Linked DNA regions of Gossypium hirsutum: regions 1 and 3 are each linked to region 2. A link is a contact called in public Hi-C data. All regions are on one chromosome and are shown on one strand. Each heading gives the region's core, a stretch centred on a gene start, on an enhancer-like site or on the middle of the called end of the contact. The rest is flanking DNA. Distances are from core to core; before and after follow the strand shown.

Region 1 (3,796 bases), core at 833-3,332, 180 kb before region 2:
ACGGAAGCCAAGGCACCAAGCTTGGGTTCTCCTCCATAACCTCTCTTACCAGCACATTTATAGCAAGCTTTCCCAACTGGAATTGACGCAAACTCCCCCGTTCCAGTACTTCTCACTTCCATAACCTCATTATCCAAAACCAAAGCCTTCACAATCTCTTCAACCTGCTGTTTCGACAATTCAATCTGTGAAACATTGCTCCTCTTGATAGCATCCGCAATCCCTTCCAAAGTAGCAACTTTCAAACCATAAATCTTCCTCCAACACTGCTCTTTCAAAACATTAATGTACTCCTTGTCGAGGCTACCTTCAACATACCATGCCCCACCAGTTATTTCATTGGAAGGCTCAACCTCCGCGGACATATAATGCTTCTGTCTCCGGCTGTGGATGTTTTTCACTTCTTTTATGAGATTCTTAGATACCAGTGACTTAATACATTTGGCGATTAGGTTGCTGTGAAGATTAATTTCACGTTTCATGTCTTGTTGCGATATTCCCATGTCTTGCTTGCTTCGGATTACTTCATGAACAATTCGTTCTTGTTCTGTTACAGAATCAGAAACCGTATCCGGGCGTTTCCTTTTTGCATTCATTCTAACATATAAAAAATAAAATAAGAAATTAATTGAATATTAAATTATCAGAAAATATATATATACAAATTTTGTATAAATTTCTTATTGTTTTCACAGTAGCAGCATTGTCCGCCACTGCTAAAGACCTCAGTAGCACATCAATAGTGGCAGATCCTGGCTGCGAATAGCAGCGTAATGGATCAGTAACGGTTCACTATTTCTGCTAAACTGACGTCTTTAAAAAAACATTCACTTTCTCAACAAAGTAAACAGAGAGAAAGAAATGAGATGAGACAGAGTAACAGGCAGTATGATCAAAAAGGGAAAAAAGAATCAAATATAACAGAGTGATGCACTAGAAGCACGGACACACAAAACGGGTATGGCAGGACACGGCAATAAAAAATATTTTTTATATACTTTTATTTATTATACTAAAAAAAGGTAGGGTTATATAAAGCTTCATTTTCAATTTCAAAATGAAATTTGATGAACTTTTAAGTATGGTGACTTTGATTAATTGGGTGGGGATTTTTCAAATGAGACAGGCTAGGCCAAATGGCTAATAATGCAAGTGATCCTTAAGGTAACATTCAATATAACAAGAACTTTAATGCTCATTATTCGAGTACTAGCAACTCTGTTATATAGTTAAAACAAAAATTAGGACAGAACACCATTAAGATCCAAAAACGAACTGTGAGGAGAAAAAATAGAAAAACACAGCAAAAACAAGAATCTAAACCTATAGAAAATTCCAAGCACCAAAATTACAGTTTATCATTCCCCTTTCTATCTCCTTTTTCTTACAGTGCTTAATGCAAGAGAGACAAATTCGAGTTTTAATATTAACATCGCGTCCATTGTAACGTAAGCTTCGATTGTACCGAAAAAGAACACAGAGAAAACACATTTAGGTACAACTAATCCATGGAAATCATTGACCTATAATCTATATATTCATACTCAGATCATGTCAAGAAGCACTGAGCGTTGAATTTTAAATCAGACTTTTGGCCCTGTTTGTATCTTCCCACAGCTTTATTGAACTGCAACAATGTACTCGTATGTATGCAGCGCCGTCAACGACAACAGCTAAAAGGTTATCTGATTACACGAATTTGCAGTTCAAGAAAGCTGTGGAAGAATACGAATGGGTTATCGTATTCCGGCGTATCCGTGGCCTGTCGGACACCCGTACGACACCGGTACGAAGGCGGAATAGCCATGTCGTTGCTTCATGGTGATGCATAAAACTCAAAAAAAAGAAATCTCCAATGATTTTATATAGAAATCTAATTCCTAACTTAAGTTTAGGGTTTCTAAACTTACATGAATTAATTTCGCCGGAAACTTGAAAGGCAAGAGAGGGGTTAGGAGGCAGTGACAGAGTGGTGGTGAGAGAGGTTTGTTTGGAGGCGGGGAACGTGTGAAGTGAAGACGGAATAGAGATGGGAGTTTTACGGGAAACTATAATAAGGCTCTGTTAGGGAGGATTTTTTTCCTTATATTTGAAAAAAAGGGTAAACTATACATATAGTCACCTAACTATTAAAATTTTCATTTTAGGTTCCAAAAAGTTTTACAATTTAAGCACCCACGTTACATAGTTTGGTCATTTTGGTTCACGAGAAATTAATGTGGCAGTGAAAAAAATGATATAACAATAAATTTAACCCTAAACTTTGACATATATTAATTTGATCATAATTTTAAAAAATTAACCCTCAACCACATTTCTAACGTTGCTTCTTTTATTTTATTTTATTTATGTTATACTCAGGTGATTTTGTTAATACGAAAAATATTTTCTTTTAGAATATCAAATATCTTCTTAATCACATTTTTAGGCTTTAATGTAATTAAAGAATTTGCAAGTCAAATATTTTTTTATAAATAAGTATATTATTTTTTATAATATATAGCATAGATATGCAATCTCTATACTTCTTTTTCATAATTTTTTTATAGTAAGCATATTATAACACTTTAATCTAAAATGTAAATTCTTTTTTTATAATATACTTTTTGATCATAAAAATTTTCTAGATTTTAAATAATATAATTTGTGGTTATAATTTTATAAAATGCACATAATTTTTTATAATATAATTTTTTAAGATTTATAATATAAATTTAGAATTTTTCGTCATAATCATCTCAAATAGTTATACGTGTTTATGCTTATAATATAATTTTTATAATTTAAATTTATATAAAAAATAATTTCTGAAATTTAAATAATTTATGAGTGTTTGGAAAGTCATAACGTGAAACCCACCAATTCTTGGGAAATATAATTGGAAAATAATTACTTCAAATTTCACCTTCCCTCCTAAGAATTGGAAAATATAATTGGGATGCTCCAATTATACTCAATTAAGTAAAACACCCACCAATTTTTGTGTAATTACAAACAATTACAACACCTTAAAATAAAGATTGAGAAAGATGGCCCTGTAATTTTTGTTCTAACTTAGATAATACGTATGTGAACGAATGTTGCTTCATAAAACATTTTGATCAGTTAAGTTCAAGTAAGATCTGGAATAAGGGGGGAAAAAATAAAAATAAAAAAGTAGAAAAAATTTTGAATGAAAAACCTTAGAAGATTATAGTAAACAATAAAATATTAAAAAAATAAAAATACCTTAAATTTGCAAAGAAGTGCAAGTAGAAATCTAAAAGAAAAAATATTAGAATTAAAAATAAAAAGTAAGATATTTCTCTTAATGTGGCTTTCACGTTAAAATCATATTATCTCTTATAATTTAATATTTATAATTATTATCTCTTAAAATTTTCAAAATTACTTTTAATTTTTTTAAAAAAAAAGAAAATGAGCTTTTTGAAACATGAATAAAAATTAAATAAAAACACAAATGCCCAACTCGCTGGCAAATTTTAATGTACGTATATCTTATTATATTATATATTAATTTATATTCCCGTGCAAATATACCGGTGGCTGAAGGGTCAATGTTTGATCTCTCCTTTTTGAAGTTCGGTACTTTTGTGCCTTTTGCTGGGAAAGCCTAGGATTGCAGTTTCACAGATACAATCGAGTTACCGGATCTTCTTCTCCATTTCTCTTTCTGCATTGGGCTCTGAGCTTGGAAGAACTGGAGCTGTCACCTTCGGGGTCGCTGGCTGGCGTTCTAAAAGACTGGATACTGATTGCCCTTTCCTCTGTTGTTTTTTCGGAGTCTACCATAACT
Region 2 (3,817 bases), core at 431-2,930:
TAACAATGAAGGCTCAAGTCCTGATCAACTTATTCCAGGACTAACTGCACTTACATAATGGGAAGCAATAGCATAACCTGCTCCCCTGAAAATACAGCATAATAGCATTCTAAAGTGAGAGATAATCCCAGGTATGCCATCATGATTCACTTAATTAAAGGACATATCAAGGGTGCAAAGCATCTAAAGATAATTTTGACACTTCTTTTTCTTGTAATTTTGTAAGAACAGAAAGTCCAGAGAGCTTTAGTTTTGGCATAAGAAGGGTTAAAGGTGAAGCAAATAAACAGAAACAACGAGCTTAATGAAAAATACATACAGGGCAATAGAGAAAGCTACAATTGAATGCAAACAAAAAGCTTACTGAATACAGAAAAACAGGCTACTCTCTTCCTAAATCATCTCTACAAAGATTTGACATATGGTTCCCATGAACAGAAAGGCTAAATACCAACAAACGAAAACAAACACTTTACTGAGATTGTTGGAATCACCAATGATCAATTAGGCATACCATGAGTGCTTTGTTGACGCTGCAACTTGGGGATTGAAATGGATACATTAGCAGCAGAAACTGAATACGACCCATTGTTTCCCTTATCGGGAATAGGAGATGGAAGGGATAAAGAGTTTGCTTTGGCGTCAGCAGCAGCAGCAATGGCAGCATCAGGTTTAGATTTGGGAATGCCTACGAGGGACGACTTATGTCTATCATTATCCTTCCGGGCCAACAAGGCGAGTCTCTCGAGAGCCTCTTTGGCTCTCTTCTTTGCCAAAGTAGCCTCTTTGACCCTCCGCTCAGCCTCCACTTTCGCAACAGCGGCAGCTTTGGTCATAGAGGCGGCAGCAATCTTAGCAGCAGCTAGAAGTGCCTTAGCCGCTTCCTTGTCAATAACCCTCGTGTTCGTCGTCTTGTTGTTGTCGTCGTCGCCGTCGAGGGTAGATCCGGGAGGATGATCGGGCGTTGACTTGGGTTTCTTAGTGGGGGTGAGATTGAAGAAAGAGAAATTAGGGTTGGAGCAAGGGGGACAGGTAAAGGAGGAAGGCGAGAGGGAAGAGGAGGAGCAAGAAAGGTGAGAAATGGAAGGGCATTTGAGGCAGATGAGGCGCTGGTGAGGGGGAGGGGACTCGTTGAAAACTTCGAGGCAAATGGGGCAGAAGAGGCCCTGGTGGTTCTTGAGGACGCAGTTGGTGCAGAGACGTCGATAGCTGGCTCTGTGGCGGAGGTTGTGGAGTAGGAAACGCTCAGGGGCGCCGCAGCCCCCGCATTCGGACAGCTGATCCCGCTTCATGCCCGGAAGGCAAAATGAAAAATCCCAAATGTGGGGGATAATATCCAACACTAAGTAAGTTCCTTGACAAGGCTAGGATGTAGGAAGAGGGAAAGTGAAGGGGTTTTGAGTGTGGGTGGTCAAAAGACTCAAAGCAGATTAGTGATTTTCATTTGGTTGTCTGCCTGTCTGTCTGTCTGTCTGTCTGTCGGAAAAGACCCAACTTAATTGTGTTGTTACAGTACACACTACAGTACATCATACAGAGAGGAAGAGGGGGGAGATTGGAAATTAGAGAGAGAGATGCTGCAATTGGGTACTTGGTTTGATTTTGCTTAAAGTGACTAGGATAATAATGTCTGTCTTCAGAATTTGGTAATGGAAAGAAATGCCCAATATGGGATAGAGGCCCATTAGCCTAAACAACTATAATACAATGCTTATCTACGGCCTTTTCATCAGGCATGTAAATAAGACCGGGTATGAGTTGCAGATGGATTCAGCTGTGAATGAACATACGGTTATTTATTAAATGAATAAGTTTCAACAGTCTATTTATGTTCACCAACTTGTTTATTTATAAACTCGCTTATTTGAAGATAATATTTCCTATGGAAAATACTTAAATAGCATTTTCCCTTTATTTTTACATTTATATTTAGTTAGACTAAACATATCAAACATCAAATAATAAACTGAGTTAAGAACATAATATTAAAATTTTAAACAAACACGAATAACTTCAAAAATAAACAAACAAATACATCAAAACTTTGTTCATTTGAACTCGTCTCATTTATTGATAGTATTTCATACTCCTTGAAAGTTTTCATAGCATGTAATGTTAGCCTAAATGAGTTCAAAATCTTGCATTACTATTTAATTCAAGTTTAACATCCATTTAAAAGTATAAAAAAGATGTTATCAACAGTTATTATATCTAATGTCCTATAAGTTTGTACTCGCAAAAGCAAAATTTCAGGTTTCCTTTCATTTATTTAAAATAACTCCATTCCTGTTACAGAAAAATCAATGCTCAATTTGCTTCAAAAATTCATACATCAACCTTCAACTCTATAACCATTATCTCATATTACATTCCTTCCTAAAACCAAATAACTAGGACACAAACCAACTTCTTACTATTCCGCAAGTTAACTGGTCCGGAAATTAATCTGCCATCCCACAACCAACTCAAACTCCGCCCCACGTCAATCAGCTACCATAAACGGATCTACCTCTCCAAGATCAGCAACCAGAGGCCCTATATTTGTTTCATCCTCATCTTCTGCTGCAAAATAAGTCGGGAACGGAAGCATTGAAACATCGGGTTTCTTGTAAACAGAATCCTTTATGAAGACAAAGTTCCCTTTAGCACCTGGGACCTGTAAACAATAACCAAATCCCTAAACAATACTGCCGATAAAAAGCTATACAAATACAACAGATTAGATGGTTAAGAACTTCGGATGCAATGTAATTTGTTCCCATCCTTTGAAGGGGGTTAGTCCCTTATTTTTATGACAAACATCGGATTTGGAAGCTTGCAACTGTTGTGCAAAGGCTATAGCCTCCTGATTTTTTCCATTCAAAATGCTTAAGCACTTAAAATAAGAAAACCATACCTGACCCCTCACCCACATCAAATTCCTTGCAGGATCTATCTTGTATACCCACACATTTTTAACTGTTCTTGTCTTCGCACCCATGTGCCCAGGCATCTTTTTCCCTTTAAATACCTACATAACAATAATTGATTGTCAATTATGACTCAAGGGCATTCCTTATGGTAAAGACTGATGAACAAATGAATACAAGAGTTGTAATGAAGATTAGGTTGACAATGCATCAATGCCTTGACCTGGCTCCATGCAAAAGTACAGTAAAACCACAACATCAATGACTTGATAATTAGAACTGAGTAGTAATCAACTACAGAGTTTGTAAAACTATTTTTCCCCTCAATTAATTACATCAGTCAAAAACATCAGCAAAAAGTCTACACAAAAATAACTATGCAGAATAAAATCACATTATTGAATTGAATCAATCATATCAACAAGGGTAAGAAAAGAATCCTGCACGGAAAGCTGTAATAGGCCTAATGATTTTGTTTCCAACAATGAAGTTATTAGTTCAGATAAACATAACTGCTTCAGTGTTTTTGAGAAATATAATTGAAAAGCCTGCTCAAATAGTAAGAGGTGTAGGGGAAAAACAAATATTGTTACAAGAATGAACCAATCAAATGAACATGACTGGATGAAGTGTCCACAAGGAAGCTTCACAAATAAAGAAGCTTAAGCTATATGGGAAAGAAGTAATTACTTATCCAACTATCTTGGGATTTATTCTTATCATGCTTAAACACCTAAAAATATGCTCTACTAGCAATTTCTATGATGAACAAGAATGTCAGCTAGAATTGAAGATATTTGTCTCACTAAAGCTTAAGAAGTTATCATCTTGAATGGAAATAATATGCAAAAAAGTATCCACAAGCACATCTACCAGTTAGAATATTTCCATTAAAAAGAGGACATGTA
Region 3 (4,316 bases), core at 230-2,729, 150 kb before region 2:
CCACTTTTGTCAAGGTGTGCAACTAGGCGCACCTGCGCCTTAGCATTATGCAACAAAAGTGCCTCAAACCCATTCAGGTGAGGCATATTTGACTAGGTGCACATTTTTGTAAGGCAATAGGCATAGAAAAGATCCATATGATTGAAGTTCTCTTTAATTTCTTTTATTTTTCACTTTTTTCGTTTGATAAACCTTTAATTAGAAAAGGAATAATATCAAACCCTATACTTCTCAATATTTGAGCATTCAACAATAAAAATTGGCCATGAGGAAATCATGCACATTGGACAACAAAAAATGTTCAAATTTTTGTAAATAAACTAGACCATACTTTAGATTTCACTATATATCTTAAGCTATATACACACATGCAAAAACTCACACACATATAGAGCTTCACTTCACTTGGGTTAGCACTTGTTTTGCGCCTTGCACCTAAGGTAACATAAGGGTTTTAGTGCCTAAAGTGTGCCTTGCGCCCTAGACAAGGCTCAACATCAAAAAAGCGAATGCTGCAAAAGATAAAATTTACAAAGATACATAAACAAATGGGAATGCAAAAGAGCACCTTGAGTAATTGAAGATCTTTCTTCAACTCTGGGGTGAGAGTTGGCGCAGGCATATCAAACCTGTTGAAGTAAGAATTGGGAGTTATATGTGGGCGGGTAAAAAAAAAAGGCAAAAAAAGGGGGAAATATGACGAATACCAGGCGGTGCCAGCAGTGTCTTTGACTTGCTTTCTGAGCAACTTGTTAACCTTAGAAGCATCATTAGGCGGTAGAAAAAGGCCATCGATGAGTTGTTGATTGGGTTTCCAGAGGGAAGTGCTTTGGGGCTCATTCCGGGATCTAGAAACAGACCCAGAACCAGACATAGAGGTGGTTTTAGATTGGAAAGGCAATGCAGGGAGCTTGGGCTCCCATCTCAGACCAATCACCGCCTTACTTTCTGGCATGTGTATCCTGTCGCTCAAGTTGAAAGTATGAAATTTGAGGAAATAAAGCAATGTTCCAAGCAAGATTTCAAAATAGAGGTGGCGAAGCTAGCGGCACTGTTCGCCACCGCCAAAGACATCAATAGCGGTGCAAATCAATTTACATCAATAGCAGCGGATCCCGGCCGCAAATAACAGTCTAACAGACAATAAGGGGATAACTGTTCGCTACTTCAGCTGAACCGATAGGTTTATAAAAAATTCGATAAAAAAGAGTAACAAGCAATAGGATCGAAAACAGGAAACCAAATATAGGAGAGTGTAAATAGAAATCAACCTTCAAGTTTAGGGTTTCAAAAAATTACCTTATTTAATTTCGAGGTCAGTCGGAAATTTGAAGGCAAGAGAGGGTTTACGATGCTGTGACAGAGTGGTGGCGAGAGGTTTGTTTGGCGGCGGGGGATGTGTGAAGAGGGTTGGACAGGGTCGGAAAATTTTAATGAGATCTTTTATATTGTAATAGTCAATAGACAGTTAGTTCGTCAAATAATAAGGGTAAATTATGTGTGATTTAAATTTATGTTTTTGGTGGTTGAATTTCAAAATGAATAATATTATTAATTTGTTATATTTTGGTCATTAACGGTGTAGTGATTAAAATGTCAATAATCGATAATGATAATAACCTAATTATAATTTTTTTTAAGTTTCATGAACAAAACGTAATTTAAAATATTCAGAAGTGATTCAATTCATAGTTTACCCTAATACTAAGTTTAGGCTCGACTCTGGGGTCGTTTGGAAGTGTGGCCGTCCAGGGCGTAAGGTTAAAAGAAGTTCAAAATATTGTTTTCTAGTTTTTAAGGGCTCAAAAATTTTTAACTTTTAAAAGTCAATTTTTTTTGCCAAATTTTAAGGGGTCAAAATTTTTTTACCACATTTTAAGGGACCTAAAATTTTTTTTCTCCAACTTTTAAGAATCTAAAACCTCATTTTGTTAGCCCAAAAAATGTCAAGAACAAGACTGAATAAATGGCCAAAATGTCAAGAATTGATAATCCTAGTGACCATATCATAACATTTTTAAAGTTTGATGAACAAAATGTAATTTAAACCATACATAAGTGATTCAATTTATAGTTTACCCTAATAATAATAAGTTAAATTTATACTAATAAACTTTGTTACGAGGTACAAGGAATCAATTAAGGCTATCTTCGATAACATGAAAAAAATAAGTATTAAAAAATAAGTTATAAAATTTATTTGATATATTACTTAAAATTAAATATAATTAGATTGTTTAATATAAAATAATATGATCTTAAATGAAATAAAATAAAATAAAAATATAATCGAATTTATTCTCTCTTAAGAGAGAAATATTTACTTATAATTTTTTATTCTTTTTGTAGAAAAATAATAACCTAGTAGTCTTCATGATGGGTTGTCAAACACATTTAAAAAAATTAAATTGTTGAAAAATATTAATGTTTAGTTGATTGATTTTTTTTTTACATTTTATCATGGTCTCAATTGAAAAGGATTTAAAAAATTGAAAGAAAACTTCAACTTTTTTAAATGAATTTTATTATAAGAATGTTTATGTTTGTCAATAATTTTATAACTTTTTTTTAAATAATTGAAATTATAGTTTTAATATAAATCTCAAAATAGATGATTGGTTAAGTTAAATATTTAAATTTCTCTGTATAATTCCATCCTTAGTGTTGAGTTTTTTTTTTAGTTTTTTATATAATTTTGTCTTTACTCATGACGTATAATTTAGTTTATATAATTTAGATATAATTACTATGAACCTAAAATCATTTTTAATAAATAATAAATATTTAATCTAATCAAATTAAATCATTCCATTTTAATTATTAACAAATTAAATCACTAACAAAAACACCATTAAATTATTTTTAACAAAAAAAATTAATATTCTTACTTAACATATTTTTAGCATATGAGCACATTAATAACTAGTTGGCATTTTAGATAATTTTCTAAACAAAATTATTAGGAAAATTAGTTTTTCAAATGTGGCAGGGCGCAAGGTAATTATCTTGAAAAGTGTAATCCTTTTAGGAAGTGTAAGTATTTAGACTTTGAAAAAAAATTTAAGGACATTTTAGGAGTTCAATAGTTTGAAAACATTTGAAACTTGAGATAAATGTTAATTTAATGAATATAGTTTAAGGCAGGACATGCTCTATAGTTGGCATAATTGATGTGAGAGCTGATTGTTATTGGATGATGGGCCACGTGTCACTCTCATATTAGCTTTTTAGGGAGTGTAAGTATTTAGACTTAGAAAAAAAAATTAAGGACATTTTAGGAGTTCAATGGTTTGAAAACATTTGAAACTTGAGATAAATGTTAATTTGATGGAAATATAGTTTAAGCCGGGACATGCTCTATAGTTGGCGTAATTGATGTGAGAGCTGATTGTTATTGGATGATGGGCCACGTGTCACTCTCGTATTAGCTTGAGGAGCAGCTTACTTGGGAACACATTGCCATGTTTTTTGAGCACGTTTTGCTCCTTAAACTTTTATAAAAAGGGGTTATTAATGTTGAATTTCCTGATGCGTTGTAAACTAACTAAAAACTTGACTAAGGTAAGTGCACCTATCAATTAATAATATAATTACGGTAAACAAAGATATCGTTCCCACGAAGACTAAATGTACTAGTAATTACCGTCTTTCAATTATTTAACCGATACACTCGAGTGATTGATTAAAAATTAAAATTAACAAAATTAATTAACTACGAACACAACAAAGAACAATTTAGGAAATTAAACGATTAACAACCAAGAAGTGAAACAATACCTAGGAAAGAATTCACCTAGACTTCATCTGTGTAACAGTCCGATTTTGACCCTAATCGAACAAAGTGGTTTCAGGACCACAAATCCGAGTCAAAAAATATTTTAAAATTATTTATGGTATTTACAGTATGTGAATTAGCGTGTGTGAAAATTTCGTATAAAAATTTGATCGTTTGAGCGCTCAATTTGATAAAAGGGGCTTAATCGCATAAAATGAAAACTTAGGGATTTAATTAAAAGCATCTATTAGTTGATGTCTTTTTAAATGGGAGGTTTAAAAGTGAAATTTAACCACTATATAGATGGTGGACGGTTGAAGACAAGACTAACCTTAGTGTTTTAATATTATATATTAGATAAGTAAGGTTAATTAAGTAAATAAACATATATTATAATATATGATAATTAAATTAAACAAAAATCCTTATGTTATCATCTTCCTCAAAACCGAAAGTGAGAAAAGAAAACAAAGAAACATCCAAGCTAGGGTTCGGCCATTAGGAAGTTTAAATTAAGGTTCGTTTTTGTTTGATTTTTGAT

What was found. Hi-C and Micro-C count contacts between places; a contact is called where the count stands out from the background.
Region 1: a Hi-C map of leaf shows a contact between it and region 2, with 3 times the contacts expected there. The contact joins the promoter of LOC107910529 here to the promoter of LOC107910521 in region 2. A contact is called at or near these places in 11 of 34 Hi-C or Micro-C datasets (callus, hypocotyl, leaf and 1 more).
Region 3: a contact with region 2 is called in a Hi-C map of leaf, with 1.7 times the contacts expected there. The contact joins the promoter of LOC107910525 here to the promoter of LOC107910521 in region 2. A contact is called at or near these places in 5 of 34 Hi-C or Micro-C datasets (anther and leaf).

What each region holds. Positions count from the first base shown.
Region 1 is chrD02:8,774,470-8,778,265 of Gossypium_hirsutum_v2.1, forward strand. It overlaps LOC107910529 (DNA-directed RNA polymerase III subunit RPC6), which reads right to left and starts at 2,083. Exons shown (of 2, transcript XM_016838384.2): 1 at 1,911-2,083; 2 at 1-597. The coding sequence starts at 596.
Region 2 is chrD02:8,952,001-8,955,817 of Gossypium_hirsutum_v2.1, forward strand. LOC107910521 reads right to left here and starts at 1,681. Exons shown (of 1, transcript XM_016838375.2): 1 at 284-1,681. The coding sequence starts at 1,292. The coding sequence ends at 501. It overlaps LOC107910520 (50S ribosomal protein L3-2, mitochondrial), which reads right to left. Exons shown (of 5, transcript XM_041088248.1): 4 at 2,897-3,010; 5 at 2,241-2,656. The coding sequence ends at 2,483.
Region 3 is chrD02:8,800,796-8,805,111 of Gossypium_hirsutum_v2.1, forward strand. It overlaps LOC107910525 (rRNA-processing protein fcf2), which reads right to left and starts at 1,480. Exons shown (of 6, transcript XM_016838378.2): 1 at 1,300-1,480; 2 at 708-962; 3 at 569-629. The coding sequence starts at 955.